Regions from separate parts of the Mus musculus genome. Here region 2 is linked to region 1. A link is a contact called in public Hi-C data. All regions are on one chromosome and are shown on one strand. Each heading gives the region's core, a stretch centred on a gene start, on an enhancer-like site or on the middle of the called end of the contact. The rest is flanking DNA. Distances are from core to core; before and after follow the strand shown.

The links. A called contact is a pair of places that touch in the nucleus more often than the background predicts.
Region 2: a contact with region 1 is called in a Hi-C map of bone marrow-derived macrophages, with 9 read pairs. The contact joins two enhancer-like sites. A contact is called at or near these places in 4 of 39 promoter capture datasets (hippocampal neurons, liver and pre-B cells), 1 of 484 Hi-C or Micro-C datasets (bone marrow-derived macrophages), 1 of 115 datasets of contacts at active chromatin or transcription factors (embryonic basal ganglia) and 1 of 9 other capture datasets (embryonic stem cells).

Annotation. Positions count from the first base shown.
Region 1 is chr13:43,801,122-43,805,056 of GRCm38.p6, forward strand. Cd83 (CD83 antigen) reads left to right here. Exons shown (of 5, transcript NM_009856.3): 5 at 436-2,012. The coding sequence ends at 564. Among named protein-coding and RNA genes, the nearest start is that of Cd83, 18 kb to the left of the region's middle. Within about 2 kb of position 1,805, at least 7 of the 459 cell types and tissues checked have an H3K27ac peak or open chromatin away from gene starts, as enhancers often do. A contact at or near this core is called in bone marrow-derived macrophages, where this site is marked.
Region 2 is chr13:44,671,674-44,675,608 of GRCm38.p6, forward strand. No RefSeq gene overlaps it. Among named protein-coding and RNA genes, the nearest start is that of Gm40931, 37 kb to the left of the region's middle. Within about 2 kb of position 1,803, at least 76 of the 459 cell types and tissues checked have an H3K27ac peak or open chromatin away from gene starts, as enhancers often do. A contact at or near this core is called in bone marrow-derived macrophages, where this site is marked.

The DNA.
Region 1 (3,935 bases), core at 555-3,054:
TCACAACCACCTATAATAAGATCCGGTGCCCTCTTCTGGCTTGCAGGTATATATACAGCCAGAACACTGTGTACATAATAAGTAAACACATCTTTAAAAAGAAGAAGAAGTAACTAGAATGGTCAGACAAATACATTTAAGAAGGCTGTGTCAGTTTCTTGTTGGCAGATGTCTCCTTCCATAGGCACTGACTTTCCACACTGTTCTGTGACAGTAGGAGATACAGATCACTGAAGTCTGGAATCAGTGAGTGTCCTGATGAGATTTGGAAATATCAGGGAGGTGGCACATATAGCTTATAAAGAATGAGGGGTGGTGAGTATAGCAAGAACTTCCACAGTGAAGTGTCCAGCCAGCTCTCAGGGGGAGAGATGACAACCGCCAAGTTTTCCCAATGACTAGTTTCTCAACATCTTTTCTTTTCCCTTTTTACAGAAATTTGCACGACTACAAAGCATTTTCCCAGATATTTCTAAACCTGGTACGGAACAAGCTTTTCTTCCAGTCACCTCCCCAAGCAAACATTTGGGGCCAGTGACCCTTCCTAAGACAGAAACGGTATGAGTAGGATCTCCACTGGTTTTTACAAAGCCAAGGGCACATCAGATCAGTGTGCCTGAATGCCACCCGGACAAGAGAAGAATGAGCTCCATCCTCAGATGGCAACCTTTCTTTGAAGTCCTTCACCTGACAGTGGGCTCCACACTACTCCCTGACACAGGGTCTTGAGCACCATCATATGATCACGAAGCATGGAGTATCACCGCTTCTCTGTGGCTGTCAGCTTAATGTTTCATGTGGCTATCTGGTCAACCTCGTGAGTGCTTTTCAGTCATCTACAAGCTATGGTGAGATGCAGGTGAAGCAGGGTCATGGGAAATTTGAACACTCTGAGCTGGCCCTGTGACAGACTCCTGAGGACAGCTGTCCTCTCCTACATCTGGGATACATCTCTTTGAATTTGTCCTGTTTCGTTGCACCAGCCCAGATGTCTCACATCTGGCGGAAATTGACAGGCCAAGCTGTGAGCCAGTGGGAAATATTTAGCAAATAATTTCCCAGTGCGAAGGTCCTGCTATTAGTAAGGAGTATTATGTGTACATAGAAATGAGAGGTCAGTGAACTATTCCCCAGCAGGGCCTTTTCATCTGGAAAAGACATCCACAAAAGCAGCAATACAGAGGGATGCCACATTTATTTTTTTAATCTTCATGTACTTGTCAAAGAAGAATTTTTCATGTTTTTTCAAAGAAGTGTGTTTCTTTCCTTTTTTAAAATATGAAGGTCTAGTTACATAGCATTGCTAGCTGACAAGCAGCCTGAGAGAAGATGGAGAATGTTCCTCAAAATAGGGACAGCAAGCTAGAAGCACTGTACAGTGCCCTGCTGGGAAGGGCAGACAATGGACTGAGAAACCAGAAGTCTGGCCACAAGATTGTCTGTATGATTCTGGACGAGTCACTTGTGGTTTTCACTCTCTGGTTAGTAAACCAGATAGTTTAGTCTGGGTTGAATACAATGGATGTGAAGTTGCTTGGGGAAAGCTGAATGTAGTGAATACATTGGCAACTCTACTGGGCTGTTACCTTGTTGATATCCTAGAGTTCTGGAGCTGAGCGAATGCCTGTCATATCTCAGCTTGCCCATCAATCCAAACACAGGAGGCTACAAAAAGGACATGAGCATGGTCTTCTGTGTGAACTCCTCCTGAGAAACGTGGAGACTGGCTCAGCGCTTTGCGCTTGAAGGACTAATCACAAGTTCTTGAAGATATGGACCTAGGGGAGCTATTGCGCCACGACAGGAGGAAGTTCTCAGATGTTGCATTGATGTAACATTGTTGCATTTCTTTAATGAGCTGGGCTCCTTCCTCATTTGCTTCCCAAAGAGATTTTGTCCCACTAATGGTGTGCCCATCACCCACACTATGAAAGTAAAAGGGATGCTGAGCAGATACAGCGTGCTTACCTCTCAGCCATGACTTTCATGCTATTAAAAGAATGCATGTGAAGAGGTGTGTTCTTCTTTTCTATCTTTAAAATGATCCCGACTTTAGAGTGAGTGTTTGGGTGCTGAGTGGAGAGTAAGAATGCAGAAATGGTAGTGGTAAATGACTGGCTGCTTCCCCGAGTCTGTGGCTGGGACAGGACAGGGGGTGGGGGTGGGGAAGGGACACATGGCTGTCAGACTTCTGTGACATGGCACTCCTTTCCAGAGCTGCATCCCTACCAGGTGGTAACGGCCAGCTTGTCCACCTAGGTAATCACGGGGGAGTGGGGACGGGACCGAAAGGGAGGTTCTGCTTCCAAATGATATGTATAAAGTTGGGGCTCCTGACCTTGGGATTCATGGGGTTTTATTGGAGATTTTCAAATAGACCCCTAACCTCTAAGCTGTTATGAAAGATCTATACAAGTGTCTGTGGTGGCTATAAAAGACTCATGGGTGAGGTGCTCTTTGTGAAGATGAAATACACTAGTGCCTGTAAAAGCTGCAGAACTACTTTGAATGGATTCAACCCATTGTTAAATGCTCTACAAATGAATGCACCAGGGCAGCTTAGTCTTATTTTGAGGAATGCAGATGTCCGAAGTTGTGCCATGTCAGTCAGAAGATTTAGAGTAAGAACAGTTATTGGTTTAATAGATACATTCAGAAGACTGAGAGAGTCCACAGAACGGCTAAGTGTCTGGCAATGTTCAGAGGACAGGAGACCAAGAAAGAAGGTAATGGGAACAGAAGCAATGCCAGGGTTCACACAACTTCTGGCAAGCTTGTTTCCTTAAAAGGAATAAGTTGACTCTGTGGGTGTTGCATGTTGCCTTTGGAGAATGCACAGTGAAACCTACTCTCCATAGGCATGAGAGCTATACTGTGAGAGAGACCAGGCAGAGGGGGTGCTCCTGTCATTTTAGATAGACTTTACTAGATACATTATTGACACTTAATAGCAGGTTGACTCCATGTTTCAAGTTTACTATTTAGTGTTTGCAAATGTGTCTGTGTCTGTCTGTCTGTCTGTCTGTCTCTCTCTCTCTCTCTGTGTGTGCATGTGTATGAGAGAAAGACAGAGACAGACAGACAGACACAGAGACAGAGAGACAGAGAGAGATTAAGGAGAATTTATTGGCTTCTAGTGCCCCAATTGCATCCTATCTACTATTTCAAAGGACCATGGGCTGAATTTATTGTCTTCACATCTAGGAAAATCTTTGTTCTTACACTTTCCCTTGTCCATGGGATTAGATCTACAGTTATACCAATTTTGCTGTGGGATGTCCCAGCACATGAATACAGACACACATCAGCTGCCTGTTCTAAGAGGCAGCCTGCAGTTTTTTGTTTTTGTTTTGTTTTGTTTTGTTTTGTTTTGTTTTGTTTGTATTCCTGGTAATATTTAGCAGGTCTCATCACAGCAGAGCCTGGAAGCCAACCAGTGCCTGCTAATCTGCCAGGGTTGTGGCCCCAGACACACAGGCAGCAGAGTGAGACCATAGTTACCTGGAGTCTCAGGACCCTGAGCTGTTCCCTTCTTGGCAGCTTTGTTTGGTTGGGTTGATTAGGTAGTTAATAATAGTTTGTGTTTCCTTTGTAAAAAAAATAGCACACGAAAGGGGATGGAGAAATGGCTCAGTGGTTAAGGCCACTTTCTGTCATTGCAGAGGACCTAGGATCTGCTCCCAGACCCAACTCCAGTTCCCGGAAATCAGTTGCCCTCTTCTGTCCCTTATGGGTACTGCATGCGTGTGATGCACATACAGACATGCTGGCTTTCCTTTTCCTTTTTTTTTTTTTTTTTTTTTTTTTTTGTTCAGATAAGTACCCCAGCTGGTGGGATGGTACAGCCCATCTTCAGGGAGGGTCTTTCCTTCTCCTCAGTTAAATTTCCCTAGCAGAGTCACACAGAGGAAATAAGAAAAGCCTATTGTAAGTGA
Region 2 (3,935 bases), core at 553-3,052, 870 kb after region 1:
AGTGTAGATATCAAAACATGGGGGGGGGGGGTCGGGGGCTCAAGAAAGATGGATGACTAGGTGTTTTGGTTTGGTTTGATTTGGTTTTTGGTTTTTCAAGACAGGGTTTCTCTTTGTAGCCCTGGCTGTCCTGAAGCTCACTCAGTAGACCAGGCTGGCCTCGAACTCAGAAATCTGCCTGCCTCTGCCTCCCAAATGCTGGGATTAAAGGCTGAGCCACCACTGCCTGGCTGAGACTAGATTGTGTGTGTGTGTGTGTGTGTGTGTGTGTGTGTGTGTGTGTGTGTGGTTTTTCCAGACAGGGTTTCTCTGTGTAGCCCTGGCTGTCCTGGAACTCACTTTGTAGACCAGGCTGGCCTCGAACTCAGAAATCTACCTGCCTCTGCCTCTGCCTCTCAAGTAGTGCTGGGATTAAAGGCATGCGCCACCACACCTGGCATGAGACTAGTTTTTTTTTTTTTTTTTTTTTTTTTAAGGCAATGAAATTCTTCTGTATAAAACTGCAGTTTAGTATGTGGGGTAGTTTTGCAAAAACTCAGAAAAATAACATCCTAAAGTAAACTAGAAGCATAGTCACAATTTCTTGCAATAATGCAAGGTGTTGAATAAAAAGAAAATGGGGGAGGGATGACAGAAAGCTGTAAGATTATCATAATTTTCCCATAAACCTCACCAGAAGCTGCTCTAGAAATTGCCTTTTAAACTAACATTTTAATGGAGAGAAATTTTAAAACTCCATTCCATGGGAGCTGGAGAGAGAGTTTATTGGTTAAAGGCTCCCAGCACCCACACCTTAGCTAACAAACATCTCTAGCTCCAGGTCCAGGGGATGCAACAACCTCTTCTGGCTTGCTCAAGCACCAGGCACTCATGTGGTGCACAGACAGACATGCAGACAAAGCACCCATACACACAAAACAAGATTTTTTTAAAAAATAACTTTTAAACAACTCTAAACCAGCCATGGAGGCGGACACCTTCAGTACCAACCCTTTGGAGGCAGAAGTATCCGTATCTCTATGAATCTGAGGCCAGCTTGGTCACACACAAAGAAACCCTGTCTCAAAAAAACCAAAACTGAATAAATAAATAAATAAACAAACAAACAAACAAACAAACAATGTTTTATATACACACACACACACACACACACACACACACACACACATATATATATATATATATATATATATATATATATATATATATATCCAGCAAAGAATTTATTAGAGAGAGATTGTGTTCTTGGCAAGCCTGGGGCCCTGAGTTCAAACCTTAGCACCAGCAATCAATAGGTTATTTTTCTAATAACAGGTTTCAAATTCCCAGGAGAACAAACAGATGAAAACTGACCTTCCAGGTCTGAGTTGAACTCCACTGCTGTTTTGTAGCTCATATGAGGCCCTCTCCATTCTCCTCCACACTTTGGTCATACCTCTCTGTCTGATCTTGGCAGCAGACATCTCTCCGAGAGAGTTTGAATAAACAGGATTACAGATGTCAACGTGTGTCCGTCAGGGCTTCTCACCTAGGTGTCTGTGGACCCTCTTGGCCCTGATCTCAAGATTTTCACGATCATCCAGACATCAATAAAACCTGGCATGTATATACACACATGCTTTCTTCCTGGGTAGAGGGGTCTGTTGCTTCCATTAGATTTTCAAAGGAGTCTGTGACCTAAAAAAAAAAAAAAAAAAAAGTATCCCGACCCCCCTTTTCTCTGTAATTAATTACAGAGTGTTTACAGAGCTTTCGCGGCGGAATCTGTCATTAGTGGCTCGGCTAACTTCCCCCTCTGCTAACCTCAGCACTGTCCGGAGGCTTTACGGGGGGTTGAGTTTCTATGAGGTTTATATGGGTTTCGTCTCGCTCCAAAGGAAGGAGTGGGTGAGGACCATGCCACCAGAGACACCCACGAGCATGAGATCTTCTCTGAGGGAATCTGAGCTCTCCCACAGCCCAGCAGCAGGACAGAGGCTGAAGGACCAGTTCGGCGACTTGCTGTCTGCTTTCCACTCGACTGATAGCTAGCATATGGCAATTTATGCTTATGAAGGTGATGATTCATCCCTAATCCTTTAAAAAAAAAAAAAAAGTCAACCCTATGTGGCTTTGGCTCTCTGCCCCAAGTGCCCTTCTGTTCTCCAGAATGTCTGCGTTGTCACCTGCCGCTGCTTTGGGTATCACTTGCTCCTTGGCATCACGGCTCCCGCAGGCTCGTTGGCTGGGTCTGTGGCACTGGCTCCTTTTCTCTTTGCTCCTCCTTCGGCTTCTCTTTTGTGCTTTTTCACGGTTTTGTTTAGAAACGAGCTTCACGCTGTAGCCCAGGTTGACCTGAGCTCACCGTGTATCTTACCCTGACCCTGAACTCACGGGGTTCCTCCTGCCTTAGCCTCTGCGTGCTGAGATGACAGGTGAACCACCACACCCGGATTTGACTGCTGCCTCTTCTCTTCCTTGCTCAAATGTTCCCTTAGCTCTCTCCTTACACCTCCATGGCTCATCAGGTAGACGTGCTTGCCGCCAAGAATGAGGAACTGAATTCTACCCCTGGGACTCACATAGCAGAAGGAGAGAACTGGCTCCAGGATGTCCTCTGATCTTCGCGACATGGCTGTGAGCATGCTCTCCTGCACTCACTCACACGAGCAGGAGCGAACACACACAGTGTGTGAGTTTAAACTTTGAAAGAAAGTACGTTGTCTTTATTGTCAGCTTGGTGATACTTAGAATCGTCTAGAAAACACCTCAGACGTGTCTTTCCAGAGATGTTTAACTAAAGAGAGAAGAGTCACTTTGAATGTCCATGGCATTAGCATTTTTCAGTGCTCCAGGCTGAATAAGAAAGAAAGAAGCAGGAAGCCAGTAGGTGCTTGCTCTCTCTCTCTCTCTGTCTCTCACTCTCTCTGTCTCTCTCTTACTCTGTCTCCCTCTATGTCCCTTTCTGTGACTGTCTCTGTCTCTCTCTGATTCTCTCCACTCTCTACTTCTCCCTCTCCCCCTCCCCTTTCCTTCTCTCTTTCCTGTGAACACAATGTAACTAGCCTTCTCACACCTCATTCAAGTTAGCTCTCCCTGCCTACATTTTGTGTCATTGTGGGGACTGAGCTGAAATACATCCTTCTTTCCTTAAGTTGCATTCCTCAGGTCTGTAGTCACAAGATGGGGGGGGGGGGAGGGGGAGGGAGGAGACGAAGAAGAAGAAGAAGAAGAAGAAGAAGAAGAAGAAGAGGAGGAGGAGGAGGAGGAGGAGGAGGAGGAGGAGGAGGAGGAGGAGGAGGAGGAGGAGGAGGAGGAGGAGGAGAAAGAACTAGAAGCCAGGGAGGCAGCTCAGTGTGCAAAATCACACGCCGGGAGCTTGACCACCAAGACCAATTTCAGGAAACCAGATAAAACAGCCAGTGACTGACAATGGTGCAGGTCTATAATCCTGGCATTCCGAGACAGAACTATCCCAAAGCTAGCAGGCTAGTAGCCTTGAGGGCGAGGCACAGCAAAAGGATCAAGAGAGATCTTACCTTAACAAGATAGAAGGTGAGGACCGACATAATTCATTAAATAATTGTTTTGTTCTAAAGAAAGGTCAGAGTGCAGCTTTCAGGGGTCACTTCTCTCCTTTCTACACAAGGGGGTCCCAGGGATCAAACTCAGGTAGGTCATCAGGTTTGGTGGCAAATGTTCTGCCCAGAGTCACCTCCTCAGCCCTGTGTTTGCTTTGATACAAGGCCTCATACATTCCAGGAATTCTGGGGATACAAGGCCTTACACTTGATATGTTGGAGAGAATGACCTTGAACTTCGGATCCTCATGCTTCTCCCTCCAGGTTACTGCAATTACAGGCAGGGGCCACCACACCTCGTTTTATAGGGTGCTGGGTATTGAACTCAAGGCTTCGAGAATGGTAGGGGAAAACCTCTACAGGCTGAGCTATATT